Linked DNA regions of Zea mays: region 1 is linked to region 2. A link is a contact called in public Hi-C data. All regions are on one chromosome and are shown on one strand. The core of a region is the stretch at or near the end of the contact, and the rest is flanking DNA. Distances in the headings are between cores, read along the strand shown.

Region 1 (5,477 bases), core at 1,893-4,392, 190 kb after region 2:
TCTGCCTAAGATAGTCGTCCGGAGAACCATACAGAACAAACTCGGTTTCCAAAAGACCTGACTTGTCTGGGTTAAGAACAAGAGAACTTGACACCTTCACCTTGCCCACAAGTCTGGACACGTTGCTCGAGTGGCCCATCCAGTCTTTTCTTCCTTGCTCTCCCGAATGGATCATGTAGACGTAGTCGAAGGCCCTGTCCTTCTCCAGCACCCTGACTGGACTTGCAGCGTACACCGCAATGGGATGATCGTCCAGTGACAGCTCAAAATGAGGCAGGCCATCCTTCCATATGCACTGTAGAAGGCATGCGCTGAGGGACGACGGGCACCGTGACAGAACATGCTGGTTTGAGCTCACAGACGAGCAGCACGGCGGCGGCGGCTTGTTCCCATGGACGCCGTCCTCAGCCGTGCCTCCGCCGATCATCGGAGACGCCCCAGGGAAGGAGGAGGCTTCCCACGTCTCAGGAGAGATGAGCTTCAGTATTTCCGACTGCGTTATGACGTGGGACTTGGACCGGATTTTCCTCAGCTTAGATCCCGCCATGAACGGCGACGGGCTCTTCGGCCTCGTCTTGGCGTTTACCATGGCGTGCAGAGATTCCAGCACCTTCTTCTCAGAAGGGCCGAGGTTTACCACGCTCCCTTGGCTGACCCCGTCGGCGATCAGGTCGTCGAGATCACTGACGTTGTGGGTTCTTGTCGGGTGCCTGAGGCTCGCGATGAGGAACTCCAGGATCATCATCTTGGCGGGATGTGGGGGGAACAGTTCCGAGTGGGGCGTGCCGCCGCTGCATGAACAGAATGGGTCACGGCATGATTGGCAGCCCTTGCTCTTCTTCTCGTCCGGTGTCTGACGCGAGTCAGACTGGACCTCGGATGCAGCAGCGGGCGGGTCCTGATCCTGATCCCCTCCAGCCCCCCTTCCACTGAACTCTGGAACCGCGCCATCGTCGTACGATCCGTTTCTCCTTTCCATGTATACAAGCTCCATCCCTGGTCAAGAAGTAGAAGATACGGAGGATGCGGCCAAACTAATCTCTAGAGTACCTGCGCAGCACAGCAATAACATATAACAGATCAGACCCAAAGAGAGCCAAATGTGGCCGGCTACCATATACTGTACTTTAAAACTGAAGAAATCCCGGTTGGCTGTCTCTGGTGACACTGACAGACCACATCAGAAAGAGCTGAAAATATAGAGAGACATGTTCTCTCTATATTTTTCAGAATTTGCCACGGAGATCATACATGCAAGCAAGGAACATGTAACATGCTCATACAATCAACTGAGGAACATGTGGCGTGATTTCATGGCTGATCAATCAAATTAGAAATAAAAATATTGCAAGTGATTAACAGCTCATAGAGAAGTACAAGTACCCATGTGATGTTTCAAATTAAACTCCATTTTTTTCTATGGATCATCCTCTGCTCAAAAATAAAACATTAAAACTGGAGTAGTGGAGGTAGTAGGTATACGCATGAGTGGCGCAGAAGTGCTCACATAAAAATTGCTTGACATCGACAAGCAGTAACCACAGGATAAAACTTCGTCCCTCCAAATGGGAGCAGGCACAGCTAACCTCCGTCCTCAGCACCCCCCCCCCCAGCACATTAATTCCTCTCAAGTACCAGGGGCACCATATAAATGGCATGCAGTTACACCACACCCTAAAACTTGCTTGGTAGTATGATGATCCATGGCGTACACTGTATCCATCAACAGCACATCTAAAGGCGTTCCTTGTCTTAACGACACAAGGAGGGACAGGGCAGTACCGTCGTACTGACTGTACGTGCTTGGTTTGCTTAAGCTGAAAGGCTGATAAACAGCTAGTATTACTGTTTCACCGCCGTCTCCTGTCAAACAAACGGACAGTGGCCAGCAAGAACGTGGGCGCCGGTACTCGCAAAACAGGTTCTGAACTAGGAAGGACGGCTGATGCATCTTTGCTCCGTAGCGAGAGAGGTGAACAGAGTGCAGGTACAGAAGCAGTAATAAGTACAGGAGCAAAGATGAAAGAGATGAAGAGGACTCTTGAACCACATGATTAATTACTGTAGTAAAAGAAAAGTGCCATTAAAAACAAAAGTCGCAGCCGCGCCCACGCTGCAAAAGAGCGGTAGTAAAGCCCAGCCGAAAAGGATGACCTTAAATGCGTTCTTCATCACCGGCGTAAAGAACGGCCGGGTGCAACGGGAAAGAACGGCCGGGTGCAACGGGAAATCGCTTTGTTGCTATGCTGCCTTTAACACGGCAGCAAAGGAAAGCTATGTATGGGTTAGAGAGAGAGAGAGAGAGAAACAGGAAAGGAAGTTGCATCCATCTTTCCTTTTCCTCTGTCAAGGCAAGAAGTAATTAAAACCAGGAACCAGACACGCTTAATCTACACCAACAGTAATTTAAGCTGAAAAGAATCTCCAAGCGAAAGATACTACATGATCACTTTGGCCCAGAAAAAAAAGGCAGGAGAAGAGAAGTGGAGGGAAGCACCGGATTCCTCACCTCAGGCGCAGCGCAGAGACCAGCAGCACGCAGCATCCACCATCCAAGGCCTCGCGTGAAGCATCCAAGCACTGCCACCACCACCCGACCTCTCACCCAGGCACAGACGACAGAGGAGGTCTCTCCTATCGTGTGCTTCGATCCCAGGCAGTCTGTCTCGGAAGGAGCAGCAGGGAGCGAGGAACGGGAACGGGCCAATGCGAAGAGAGGCAGGTCGAGAAAGAGAAGACGACGGCCGGGAAGATTATATACTTGTGTACTCCAGGCCCGCGACCCCAGGAAGAAACGGGCCAAGCAGCGAGAGGCAGCCGACGAGGCACCAACCGACGGACCGAAACTAGAAACAAGGTTAGGTGAGGTGAAGAGGACCCGGGGGCCGGGCAAGCCGCCGCTCTCAACGGGAACGAGAAGGACCGGGGAGGCTGTGGACTGGAGCGTGGTGGAGCATCAGGCCGAGGCGCGACGCTGCCCCGCTTGCTAGAACGGCAGCGGATGAGACAACGAAGCGGAGCGGACGACGGGCAAAGGGAGGAGGAGGAAGAGCAAGGACGCAGGCAGGCGAGAGGAGGCGCGGCTTGACCTGTTCGAGAACGGGAGGAGGGGGCAGCAAGGCGAGGCGAGGCGAGGCGTCAAGGGAAAAAAGGCTGCTGGCTTTGCTCCTCCTCCTCACACTTGTCCGTTTCCATTAACACACGACGGCTTGTATGCCTTTGGTTTGGGGGGCGGAGGCGGACGTGGAGGACTCGCTCGACTCTCTCTCTCTCGGTCGGTAACGCGTGGGCGCTACAGTTCCCTTTTCCATGCCCGCCTGCCTGCCTGCGTGCGCCGCGTGCCTACTACGCATGGAAGCTAAAGAAACAGTGCCCTTCCCAGAGCAGGGCTTAACTCTTCGTGGCCATCAATGGTCGGTCGAGAACGGCAAACGTTGTAGAAACAGTGCCCTGCTCGAGTTTAATGGGCAGGGCCCAAGCCCAAGGGGGAAGGGAGGGAAGGGAAGAGGCGGAGGCGTTATTAGCTGACCGAAGGGTGGACCGCGGGCAGCAGGAGCCCCGGAATCAGCTACAAAACGGGTTAATAACGGAAGCGAGCGACGATCTGGTGACCGGCGAGAGTGGCGTGGGAGAGACGCGGCACGGCAGGCCATGTGAAAGTGAAGTCGGGAGACCGAACCGATGGACCGCAGCGGCGGCGGAGACCTGGTTGGGGTTGGGGGAAGGGACGGGACTAGAAAAACCAGGCCCTGGCGCGCGCGGACGCGGATCTGCTCGGGGGCTCAGTTCTTGGCACGCGTGATTGCGTGCTTCCGATGCTGTGAGGAGGAGGAGAAGAAGAAGAAAAGAGAGAGGTTCGCGGTTGCGGTGCGGGAATTATTCCCCGTTGCTTCCGCCAATTCCCACTCGCACTCGGGGTTCGCGGCTGCTGCTGCATCGTGCTCGTGGCCGAACGTTGCGGCTGGGACTCGGGCGCTAGCTCCCTCGCCGTAGTGGCCCAGTGGGTGGGCCGGCGGACAAGGACAGGAACAGGAGGAGGACGAGGAGGGGGGTGGTGTCGTGTGGCGTCACGAGCGGAAGACGGTCCTTTTTTTTTGTTTGTCGGCATCGTCCTTGAGTTTAGCTTTTACACCTTGCAAAGACAACATTGCAGTATGGACGCTACTGGGCCGGTCAGCCCTCTGGAACAGTTGTAAGCACGAGCACACAGACGCACAATCTCGGTTGGGATCGGGGAGCCACAGCGACATTGAACGAACGGTCCAAGCGACCGTGCAGGAAATGTAGGCGCTAGCTTGGATGACGATGGCGAGAAGGAGAAGTGGATATGACGTGTACGTCTAGTCATGCAGCCCCGGCGGCCTCGAGGCGCCCACCGCTAACGGCCACCTCCGGAGACCCGGCTGCGCGCGAACGACTCTTCTGTGTGTCCGCCGCCCAGTCTTTTGTTGCCTTTCGCCGCGTTTCCTCACACCCGCCCGCCCGCCCGTGCACGATGATCCAGAGCAGCTTAGCTAGCTTTTGACCCAGCCAAACCTAGACACACCCGGACCGGCGCGTGCGCCTGCGCGTCGTCGCTCTGCCTCCAGCCTCCTTCTGCGTTCCGGGCCATTCGGTGAACACACAAACTGATGAAACGAGGCGTGTACGTCCTGGTATGTGTAGACCACCTTACTACTTACTACATGGAGCGAGGCGAGGCTTCTTCAAAGTTGAAACCCTCAGATTCAGAGGAGCGCTGAAGGGAAGGCTGAACCAGTCCGGCCGAGGGCACCTGTTGCCTTTGTCTGGACGTCCTCGGTCTGCCAGCGCAAGGACGAACGGTGTAGACGATGACAGTTTCTAGCAGGAGTACCCCTAGATATTGTTTGTTTGGCAGTTGGCACAACCACTATATACGAGAATTTACCCATGTAATTTTGGTTTTTGGGGTTGGGTTATGCCCCCCTGTCGTGAGCTCCCAAACAGATAAAAAAATGGGTGGAAATTTCTCACGTGGAGTGCTCGCGCGGGTAACGCTTGGGATCTCGACGGAGAAGCTGGCTGCCAAACTGACACTGATGGTACTCCTCGTTGGTCCAAGTATTTTCCAAAAAAAAAAATGTTGGTGCAAGATTTTTTTTTTCAAAAGAAAAAAAAAGACTGTTGCTGCAAGTGGTGTGTGCATTAGTACGAGCAAGACCAGGACTTCTTTGTCTGAATTCGAGCCTAGTCTCTTCGAACGAATGCGATGTGCTACGATGGTTTTTTTGGAATAGTGGAAGATGACCTTCGGATATGGTTGATTAATTTTGACAAGGACAGGCCGAGCTTTCTCTCTAGTCTGGAAGGCACATGCGCATCTGCTGCCCCTCCTTTGAGTGTTGCGCAGAGGATACGAATGGATTTGTTGAGCAAACAAATACGTACGCTCCAGCATGCAGGGCGCTCTACAGGCAGCCAGGCAGGCACTGCAGGACGTGGCGTCCAGCAATGTC
Region 2 (5,625 bases), core at 2,932-5,431:
GAGGGAAGCGAGCGGCCCCAAGAGAGCGCCTGTCCCGTCCTCGGTCCCGCGCGGCCAACCTTCTCTAAGAAGGCCCTGGTCCTCCCTTTTATAGTCGTAAGGAGAGGATCCAGGTGTACAATGGGGGGGTGTAGCAGAGTGCTACGTGTCTAGCGGAGGGAGAGCTAGCGCCCTAGGTACATGCCAATGTGGCAGCCGGAGAGATCTGGGCACCCTGCTGGCGTGATGTCGTGGCTGTCGGAGGTGCGGCGGAGCCTGGCGGAGGGACAGCTGTTGGAGCGGTCGAGTCCCTGCTGACGTCGTCCTGCTTCCGTAAGAGAGCTGGGGGCCGCCGTCGTCATAGAGCTTGTGGAGCGCCATCATTGCCCCTCCGGCGGAGCTGGCCGGATGGGACGCCGGTCTTGTTCTCCGTGACCCGAGTCGATTCGGGGTAGGATGATGATGGCGCTTCCTGTTGACGTGGCGGTCTGTGCCCTAGGCAGGGCGACGTGGGGGTTCCTCCGAAGCCGAGGTTGAGTCTGCCTTCCGTTGCCGTGGCCGAGGCCGAGCCATGGGGTCGGGCGAGGCGGAAGTCGTTCGGCCGAGGCCAGGGCGGAGTCCGAGCCCTGGGGTCGGGCGAGGCGGAGTTTCGTCGTCTTCCGGGTCTTAGCCCGAGTCCGAGCCCTGGGGTCGGGCGGAGCGGAGTTTCGTCGTCTTCCGGGTCTTAGCCCGAGTCCGAGCCCTGGGGTCGGGCGGAGCGGAGTTCGCCGTCTTCCGGGTCTTAGCCCGAGTCCGAGCCCTGGGGTCGGGCGGAGCGGAGTTCGCCGTCTTCCGGGTCTTAGCCCGAGTCCGAGCCCTGGGGTCGGGCGGAGCGGAGTTCGCCGTCTTCCGGGTCTTAGCCCGAGTCCGAGCCCTGGGGTCGGGCGGAGCGGAGTTCGCCGTCTTCCGGGTCTTAGCCCGAGTCCGAGCCCTGGGGTCGGGCGGGGCGGAGTTCGCCGTGGTGCCTTTGGCAAGGCCTGACTGCCTGTCAGACTCACTCTGTCGAGTGGCACTGCAGTCGGAGTGGCGCAGGCGGCGCTGTCCTTCTGTCAGACTGGCCAGTGGAGCGGTGGAGTGACGGCGGTCACTTCGGCTCTACCGGGGGCGCGTGTCAGGATGAAGGTGTCAGGCCACCTTTGCGTTAAATGCCCCTGCAATTTGGTCAGTCGGTGTGGCGATTTAGTCAAGGTTGCTTCTGAGCGAAGCCAAGGCCTCGGGCGAGCCGGTGATGTGTCCGCCATAAAAAGGGGGCCTCGGGCGAGACGGAAGTCTCTCGAGGTCGGCTGCCCTTGGCCGAGGCTAGGCTCGGGTGAAGCGTGATCGAGTCACTCGTGTGGACTGATCCCTGACTTAATCGTACCCATCAGGCCTTTGCAGCTTTATGCTGATGGGGGTTACCAGCTGAGAATTAGGCGTCTTGAGGGTACCCCTAATTATGGTCCCCGACACGTAGTATTTAAAATTATGGTATTGTCATTTCTAAAGTGTACTGTATTATTTAAAAACGAGAAACATATATTATATCTTAAATGTCAGTATTATATTTTTTCGGCTATCCCTAGAATTATCGAAACACCTGAAGTCTAGGTGAAAATTCTCCATTTTTTCACACACTGAAATACAATTCACCAGATTTTTCTAATCCAAACAAAACATCAGAATAATTTAAAACTACACATCTACTGAGCAGATGAGTATGCAACACAATTAATAGAGAATGTGATGAGTCTAAACTCATGAAGCCCATGTATCGGTGCAATACAGAATCCAACCCTTTTCTTTTCGCCATTCATAGGCTTTAACAAATCCACGGACATTTTGGTGAAATTTCGAACCATGTCTACGAGTATCTACAAAAAAGTATTGAACATCATAAGACTGTTCTTAGACATCATATGCTACAAGAGTACGAGAAGCTTAGAAACAGGACCACCATGTGGCGCTATGCCTTTAGGATTACAATTGTCTCAACATCTTTTTAGAATTATCATGTCATGGTAGGTGATCGATGTGATGCAAAGCCAACTTTAACTCGATTAGCTTGAACGTCGGATGTATGATACATGTACGATGTATATATATCTACATGTATAGGTGTACATTCGGGCCGCCCGGCCCGGCCCGGCCCAAGCCCGAAAAGGCCCGTATTGTTTGAATTTCGGGCCGGCCCGGCCCGTTTGAATTTCGGGCCGTGCCGGGCCGGCCCATGGGCCTCGCCCTCGGCCCACGGCCCGGCCCGTAATTGCTTAAACGTGCCGGGCTTATTTCGGGCGGCCCGAAATTATAAAAGCCCGAAATTCAATTTTTGGCCCGAAATTCGCATTAGGGCCCGAAATTCAATTTTTGGCCCGAAATTCAGTTTTTGGCCCGAAATTCACATTAGAGCCCTAAATTCAAAAAAATAATAAAACAAATAAAAGATAAGACAAATAAATTTGAACAAAATCAAACTTAATATTTGTATTAAAGTTACCACAGCTATGCAATGACTACCTCGTTTATAAATCATTTTGTTAGAAGAAAAAAGAGTATAATCAGCTCTATACAAAGTTCGTAAGTTCAGTTTATTGTCTAATGTTCATAACAAAAGTAAAATTACATCACACACTCTAATTCAAAGATACAAAAAAACATCTAACTAGCATTATCTCTAGCTTTGTGTTCTTTATCAAGTATATGAAAGTGTTGAATGAAGTGTGTTTTAATAAATATATGGGCCTTTTCGTGCCTCTATATGGGCCTTTTCGTGCCTGCCTTAAACGGGCCGTGCTCGTGCCCGCCCATGGGCCGTGACCTCGGCCCAAACCCGGCCCGATATAACGGGCCGTGCCGGCCCGGCACTAAATTATTTCGGGCCGTGCCGTGCCTGGGCCGTGCTTTTTTTTCCGTGCTTCGGGCCGGCCCATCAGGCCCGGCCCAAATGTACACCTATATCTACATGTACTTCATGTTTCTATTTAAGTATTTATTGCTTTTTTCATTGGTGTTTGATTTACACAAGTACAATTCAAATTGCATTCAAATTTTAAAACAAAATAAAATTTATTATTTTTTAAAATACAAAAGAGTTAATTGAGGCGGGCAATTAAGAAACAACTGCCTTGGTTAAAAGTGTTAATTGAAGCGGTAAGCATAACACAACCGTCTCGGTCAAAGTATTAATGGAGGCGATCTAGTTAAGGCAAATGCCTCCGTTAAAAGTGTTAACTAAGGCGGTCATCATAAAACAATTGTCTCGGTTAAAGTATTAACAGAGGCAGACGCTTTAACAAAACCGCCTTCATTAATACCAATTAGCCAAAATGGTTGCTTTATAGTGTCCACCTCATTAAACGCAATAACGGAGGCGGTCAGAGTAACCGCTCCGTTAATCGATGATTAATAGTAGCCTAACGTTGGAGTTGGTTGCAATGCTCGTCTCTATTAAAGTTTATATACTAGTATCTTGGAGGTGGTTGCATGCCGACGACTTAAAACTTCGAGAAAATAAATAGGTCTAATAATGTGTAGAAACTGGTTTACTTTGCAAAAAATATGCTAGAAATCTATTCTTTGAAAAACAAAAAATGGCAAAGCAATGCTTACCTGTGTGTTTTGAAGTCAAGATCTGATGCTTTAAACACAATATCATCATCAGTGAGCTACGAATACATATTTGAAAACAATACCACAACTATATTTTTTTTTGTCAAGGTATGGCGAGCGCCATATCGCGCAAACAGGTCCTCTGCCCCTTCTGACAACCAATCTTCTTTTTCTTCCTCGTTGCATCCATTAACATGTTTTTAATTCATTTAGGACTTGTTCGTTTGTGTCGGATTACACACGGAATCGTTCCAGCTAATCAAAGTTTATATAAATTAGAGAATCAATCCGGTTAGAAATCATTCCGACCCACCAATCCGGCACAAACGAACTAGGCCTTAGGATGCACGACACAACCATATAAAAGCAACCAAACACACGTTTAACCCATTTTCCATTAGCAACTCGGAAGTCTCACCATCTCATTGCAAGTTTCTCGCCCTAGAATACAAGGGTATTCTAGAGTTGATGGCAGCACGTGAGTGCAAAGGAACACGAAGGGAACTAGAAACAAGGGCAAAGCATCGCCCCTTCCCAAGGACACAAACAACAACCCGCCAGCGTTGGTGATCAGATCACGCACGACATCCCCAGTGCCGGCCGTCTCCGTCCGCGGCACGGGCACGGCACCACCCCCTGCTTCTCTCCCAGCAGGCCCAGGCCGCCAGCCGCCTCTCCTGTTCTCTTTCTCTAAATAGCAGCGCCCGCCCGCGCGGGACACCGCCCGCCCTCCCGCGCCTTTTTCCGCTAGCCAACGCACGGCTGACGGCACCACAAGGCAAGCCCGCCCGCTCTCGGCTCTCGCTCTGCTCCTGCCCCCCTTCTCTCTCTCTCTCTCTCTCTCTCTCGGTCTCTCCCTCTTTCAGCCTGCAGCGCTAGCGAGCCCTCGCCTTCCCTTCCCCATTATTCCCAGGATTCCCCTTGCGACTGCACCACGCCCCACCCAAACCCACCTACCGCCTCCGCTCCCCTCTCCAGCGAGTCGGGGGCACGGACGGGACCAGACGACCAGGCCATGGGGAAGTACATGCGCAAGGGCAAGGTGTCCGGGGAGGTCGCCGTCATGGAGGTACCCGGCGGCGCGCTGCTCGGCGTCCGCACCCGCTCCCGCACGCTCGCGCTGCAGCGCGCGCAGAGGCCGCTCGACAAGGGCGACGCGGAGGACGCCGCCGCGGAGTACCTCGAGCTCAGGAGCCGGAGGCTCGAGAAGCCGCACAAGGAGCATCCGTCGCCGCCCGCGACCGCGACCAAGAGGGGCGCCGGGAGGAAGGCCGCCGCCGCCGCCGCGGTGCAGCACGTGCTGATGCAGGACGAGGTCGAGGTCGAGGTCTCGTTCGGGGACAACGTGCTTGACTTGGACACCATGGAAAGGTGCGATTCTTCGGCCTCCTCTGTTCTCGTCCAAGTTGTTCCCTTTGCGAGAGAGATTGGGTAGGGTTTATGTTGCCGCTTCTGGGATGGGACTCAGGGTTGTTCACTCTATCTCTTCTTCGATTGCTCTCCTTCAGCGCCGCCGCGGGTTCTCCAGCGCTTCGAATTCGCAGTTGACTGGCGCCGACATTTGGCGCCGAAACCAATACTTTCCCCGTAATCCTAGCCAGTGTGTGTCAAATGCCTTTGTTTGCGTTCTTGGGACACCGTTTCGGCCGACAAGTCCACTCTCTCTGGCTGGAACTGGAATTGAACAACGCGGTAACTTGTTCCAAGACTTCTCCTCACTTGTTCCCAGGACAGGAACGACGCTAATAACCGTGCCGTTGCTCGTTTCTTGCGTTCATATACTCGGTTTCTCATGCGTCCAAAACCCACTTGTACTTTTCACTTGAACTAAGTATGTATTTAGCTAAGTTCTCGCCTAGTAGTAGCTATTCCGAAGCCTTGTTCATTGCAGCTATGCCAGCTGTTTCACTTCACATGTTCTAGTGACTGGACAAGTAATCCTCTTTAACCTAAGAGAATCCGCAGTTTAGACACCTAGTAGAGCACCTAACAACTGCACCTTTTCTCTATATCTCAAAGAAA

Evidence for each region. Hi-C and Micro-C count contacts between places; a contact is called where the count stands out from the background.
Region 1: a contact with region 2 is called in a Hi-C map of ear, with 2.2 times the contacts expected there. The contact joins the promoter of LOC100278544 here to the promoter of LOC100286202 in region 2. A contact is called at or near these places in 4 of 25 Hi-C or Micro-C datasets (ear, endosperm, leaf and 1 more).

Annotation. Positions count from the first base shown.
Region 1 is chr1:8,603,583-8,609,059 of Zm-B73-REFERENCE-NAM-5.0, forward strand. It overlaps LOC100278544 (DUF3527 domain protein), which reads right to left and starts at 3,143. Exons shown (of 3, transcript NM_001151784.2): 1 at 2,510-3,143; 2 at 1-1,050. The coding sequence starts at 994.
Region 2 is chr1:8,417,052-8,422,676 of Zm-B73-REFERENCE-NAM-5.0, forward strand. LOC100286202 (cyclin dependent kinase inhibitor) reads left to right here and starts at 4,182. Exons shown (of 3, transcript NM_001196798.2): 1 at 4,182-4,974. The coding sequence starts at 4,619.